2 separate regions of the Drosophila melanogaster genome follow, and region 1 is linked to region 2. The links are chromatin contacts, called in public targeted proximity ligation maps. All regions are on one chromosome and are shown on one strand. The core of a region is the stretch at or near the end of the contact, and the rest is flanking DNA. Distances in the headings are between cores, read along the strand shown.

Region 1 (2,700 bases), core at 119-2,618, 77 kb after region 2:
ACTCGTGCAGTGCCGCTGACAGGTCGTGGATATCGATCCTGCCGTCGCCATCGCGGTCCAGCTTGTTGAAGATGCGCTCCAGCCGCTCCTCGTCCTCGATGGGGATCTCGGTGGGCAGGATGGAGCCGGAGCTGGCGACCTCGTGCAGATCATAGGCCAAGGGCGTGTTGGTAGTGCTGCTGGTGGCAAGATGGGCATGTTGCAGGCCGAGATTTTGGCCGTGCTCATAGCTGGCGGCTAGCGTGCGGGCGGAGTAGTTGGCCTGCGCCTGCTGGGCGAAGTTGAAGTTGCTGGCCGGATCGGGCGTCAAGTCGATGTCGATGTGCTGTTGCTTTTGATCCTCTGGCTTATAGTCCTGCTCCTTTTGATCCTGCTGCTTGCTTACTGCTAAGGATGCACTGTTTTCGATTCCAACTTGCTTTCTGACCATTCTCCACACTCGTGTTTACAGTTTACCTTGAGTTTTCTGTTCTTTAACTGGCAGCTGAAGGATTTCTCTGGGTTTGCTCGGTTTCCGATTCTCTGGGGGATTACGTGTTGGGCTATCAGCTGCTCTGCTCTTATGGCCGGCTCATTTTGCACTACTTGGCAAGTCAAATGGAAAAACAGTCGTCTGAAAGAGGTATCGAGTGTTGTATACACATTAGTTTATAATGTTATGTCTGGGCGAAAGATAAATAAAACAGCTCAACGTATCGAATTTCCCCGCGATGAAGTCATCCTCTTCTTGGCTGGAGAACTACATATGTACATTGTAGGTGCCAATTTTCAGGATCCCGCGTACAACCCACATCCCATTGATTTTCGCAGTTAATTTTGAAGGCCAGCGATTTTCCGGAAAACCTTGAAAAACCCACAGCTTCACGCACACGCACGCACATGTCTCCAAAAGTCGTGGTAGAGGGGGGGAGTGTTGGGAAAAGGGAGACTTTCCCCCAGCAACTCGAACTTTCTACTTTGCAAAGCGTAGCTTTAACCGAAGAATTCTTCACGCTCTCACACACTTTCTACATTCTTTTCTGAATTCTCCGCCCATTTTCCAGACAGGTGTGACTCAAATTTCTCTCGAAACGCTTGCAAATTGTTGCCAATTTGGCAAAAATTATTCTGCACTCGATTTTCATGCACACACACACACACACGCTCACATGCAGGCGAAAGGAATGTGGATATGCAAAAGAAAGTGGCAAGCTTCAATTGCATTTCCCACTTTTTCTGTGGTCACTACCTACTGGTCGAGCTATTTAAGAGTTCGTCTGCTTTTACGCTATTTCGGCGACTTTGTGGCTTAAAGCGATTCACGCAGAACTCTTCAATTTTAATTTTTTGGGTTTGCCAGTGTGACCACGAACGTTTATCTAGATATACTTCTTGTGTGGTCGAAAATACCCTAAAATGCATCGCGTCACTGCTTAGCCGTGACTCAAACCTATTTGTGGTTTTTAAAATGTGGAATTGTAGGGTAACACTATTAATTTTAAATGTATTTTTTAAATTTGCAAATATTTATATTTTTTGAATTTAAAACCGCCCATTTAAAAAACGAACGACTACACTTGTTAACATAATATGTATTTTCTCATCTCGCATCCCTCGCAGTATCCTGGCATACACTTTAAGCTAAGTAATTCGTTAGTTAAGTAGATCTATACAAAATTGGTCTAAACTGTGGAAATAATCGGGAATAGTTGCACTTTATGTTTGAAGTCGAAGAATGAATACACAATTCAGTTGGTTACATTAAATGCGCGCATAGCAGCCTCGGGGCCAGACATCAAGAGACACATAAAACAAAGGAGACACAACTTGACAACCGAATGGAATACAAAAAATACAATCGCATAAGCTGCTCGCCACGGTTTCTAGTTCATCAGCAGATTCCAGGCGTCGTCCTCGGCAGTGCCTTTGTTGGCGGACGAGGCCGTTGCCGTCTTGGGCTTCACACTCTTCACGTCCAGGCTCTCGAAGCCCTCGCTCAGCTTCTGCGATGTGTCCTGCAGCTTCATGTTGCGGCGAGCTGTCGATCCGCCGGACGAAGCGTTCTGGTAGGAGGTCTCTGAACTCTGATAGTTCGTCGCCTCGAAGCCGGACCAGTCAGCGTCGCGGGTTAGGCCGGCGGAGGCGGTACCGCCGCCGCTGCTGCTACTCAACTGATTGTGGTACGAACTCGAGCTGGTCATGTGCGACTTGCTGTTGCCGTTGTCCTGCCAGCCGCCCCAGTCGCTGTCGCTGACGCCGCTCTGCTGACCCAAGCCTCCGGCCAGATTACCGCCCACGGAATTGGAACGCTGGTAGGCGCTGCTGTCCTCGAAGTTGGGATCGTTGTATCCGCCCTGCGGCGACGAAATGTTGCTGCCCGCCAGATTATTCCAACCTCGTTTGCCCATATCGGTGACCTGCGATCGGTATGTTTATATGTTAGAGGGATGTGGGTTTAGAGAAGATTAACTGGATGATGGGGAACTACAGACCTTGCTGGCTACATCGGTAACTCCGCATTGTACGGAATCTAGCAGAGTTCCCTCTTTAATCTACAACCAAAAAAAGATGCAAATAAATAATACAAACAATAAGGTGTACCAATTAAATTAACAAACAAATATGGGGATTAACTAAAGGGATTTTGCTCTCTTTTGTTGTTAAGGTGGGTTTCTACAGCTTTAAATTATTTAAAACTAATCAGCAGACTAATAATAAACC
Region 2 (2,700 bases), core at 174-2,673:
ATCTTCGAATTAACGGATGCGTTCAATATTTTAAATGGGTTGGGATTGACTTGCGATTGTTAATATTTTTATTTCGCATGATTTTCCTTTATTTCTTATTTTTTATCCTTCGTCTTTTATCGGTAATATCGTCTCTTATTTTAAAAAATTAATTTTTTTTTTATATAATTGTAAGAATATTTATTTATTTATTTCGTATTTATTTACACAGCCTAATTTATTTTAAATTTTTTATTTGCCGTATTATCGAAAAATCCATTTAAGATGCGTTGATGCTTGATAATAAATAAAGAGCACAATAACTAAAAAGAAAACTTATTGCGTTTACTGTATTTACTCGACTGCGAATATATACACCTTTTTTTTGTGAATACTATGAATGCCTTAGTAAAGCTTCATAAATTGACCGAAATATATTATTTAAAAACCATATTTTTTTGCCCGCCAAAATGCTGCCCGTACAAAGCTGGCTTTTATGAAACTCGACCAATAGCGACGACAAAGCGTTGCCACATGGATAGAAATAATTAACAGATGGCAGCTCAGCTACTGCTTAATTCCTTTTAAGCCACACAGTTTAAAGATTTAATATACATTAATTTTTGATCAAATTTTATGAAAGTAATATTTATAAGCCAAATGTTAATAGAATATCGTTACTCACAATCACACATGAAATGTATCGATATGTATTTTTTAAAACAGCGATCGATAGTTTTTTATTTTTACAGTGCACATCTCTAAAAAAAAACAACGCGTTCGTCGAAATTGCAATAAACAATAACAATGGTACAAAACCGAAATAACTGTGAATTTAAGAATTAACATTAACGCTTTATGTAATCTGCAGCTCTTTTACTCCTTCTTCAAGTCGCTGGTGGGCAAGGAAGTCGTTGTGGAGTTGAAAAACGACCTCAGGTGAGATTCGTTTATTTGCCGGTAAATTGAGGAATTTTTAATACTTTCTTTATAATTAAACAGCATATGTGGCACCCTGCACTCGGTGGATCAGTACCTGAACATCAAGCTGACGGATATCAGTGTCACAGATCCGGACAAGTACCCCCACATGCTGAGCGTCAAGAACTGCTTCATCCGTGGCTCCGTGGTGCGATACGTGCAGCTGCCGGGCGACGAGGTGGACACCCAGCTGCTCCAGGATGCGGCGCGAAAGGAGGCTGTTGTGAGCACAAGATAAGAATACCACTACCAGCAGCCCAATTGGATCTACCCATTGCTTCGTAAACTGTCCTAAAAACCTAAGTGAAATTCTGTTAAAGCAAAACCAATAAGAGGAATCCCCGTATTAAGTCGCTATGTACGTTATTTACGGCCCATCAGTTTTCGATGAGTCAGTCTCGAGGTTACCGTGGGTGCTGCTCCCTACGCTTGCGCAAATGTCCCAGCTTTTATCGCTCCACGCTTGAATGGAGCCAGTAGAGCCAAGTGTGGCTTGTGGGCCAAATTTTGTGTCATGTTGATAATGGTCCATAAATTTGTATAATTGCTGTGACGATGTACTGGCTGTCTGAATGTCTGGATGCCTTGTCTACACATCACCGGATACACGGACTCATTCATACAAGGTTTCCACAATGGGTTGCTATATCACACGACTATACTCGTATGTACTTGCAGCCCGTTTTACGATTGTGATTGCTATTATGGCCCGGCCCTCGAATTCAACCTTTTATCCGCAATAAAATGGAGGAGCCTGGCGGAATGCTTTTAATTTTCTGGACCTCGACCCGCTCCTTAAGTGCCTCTTCGCCAGCCGCCATCGAATGGCTTTGTTTGCTGGAATTCGTACTTAAAATAAAATACGCATTCGTGGAACACTTTTCGCTCGGCATTTACATTTCGGAATGGCCAGGGAATCGCGTTCTAAACTTTGGCAGTTGGTCAGCGGAACATCACGAAATATCGATCCATTAAAAGTTGAAGGGCTACAGGCAGAAAAAAAACATAGCTACTTCGAATATAATGTTACCAAATTTGATTGTAAATAGAATTTTTATAAACAAATTATTGCCATCCTAAGCTAGTTCGCTTAGCAACATATATTCCTTTTTAAGCTTGATGTCATTATTAAAAAAAAATAGCTTGACATCAGAATCTTTACCTTGTAATATTCCACTTAATTGAATTTAAATGGTACCAGAAACCGGAAGTTTATCGCTGAAATTATCCTCCCTTTTTTATTACATTTTTGAATGGTTATAGTCAGAATTTTTTGGTCAGTGCTAAGGACTCGTAGCTCGTCTGACTGCGCATAATTGAAGGGGGAAGTTAAGTCCAGCCCAGCGGAGTCCATCTTTCATTATTTGTGGTAATTGGGTTCCTGTTTCCGGCGCAGCTTCTAAATTGAGATTTCGAGACGCATCGCATTGTTCGTCCGACTCCGGCTCGCAAAGATTGTTTTGCATTTTGGGCCAGAAAGTTTTTCTCCGCATCGGACTTTCTATTTTCGGAATGGGTGGCACTGGCAAAGGGAAAAGTGTCCTCGTTTCTGGCCTATCGCTATGGTGGAGTGGGGAGGGCGACCTCAGCCTGTGGCGCACATAAAAATTTTGTAATATACCCGTGCTCCGGCGGGTGGATGTGAGCTCTGGGGGATTTATGGGGCACATGCTGCAGTACGTCCTAGTTCATCAACGTGTTGAGCTGTGCGTGGCGCGTAAAAGTTAGCTCGTAAAGTTA

Evidence for each region.
Region 1: a targeted proximity ligation map of the Kc167 cell line shows a contact between it and region 2, with 4 times the contacts expected there. A contact is called at or near these places in 13 of 107 Hi-C or Micro-C datasets (the D17-c3 cell line, the Kc167 cell line, the S2 cell line and 4 more) and 1 of 7 datasets of targeted methods (the Kc167 cell line).

Annotation. Positions count from the first base shown.
Region 1 is chr3L:12,413,474-12,416,173 of dm6, forward strand. It overlaps SCaMC (Short Calcium-binding Mitochondrial Carrier), which reads right to left and starts at 1,369. Exons shown (of 8, transcript NM_206345.2): 1 at 1,229-1,369; 2 at 1-613. The coding sequence starts at 430. It overlaps ArfGAP1 (ADP-ribosylation factor GTPase activating protein 1), which reads right to left. Exons shown (of 5, transcript NM_079316.3): 4 at 2,472-2,531; 5 at 1,553-2,396. The coding sequence ends at 1,863.
Region 2 is chr3L:12,335,929-12,338,628 of dm6, forward strand. lncRNA:CR45444 (long non-coding RNA:CR45444) reads left to right here and starts at 1,424. Exons shown (of 1, transcript NR_124903.1): 1 at 1,424-1,771. CG10418 reads left to right here and starts at 748. Exons shown (of 3, transcript NM_140313.3): 1 at 748-789; 2 at 851-918; 3 at 982-1,308. The coding sequence starts at 787. The coding sequence ends at 1,198.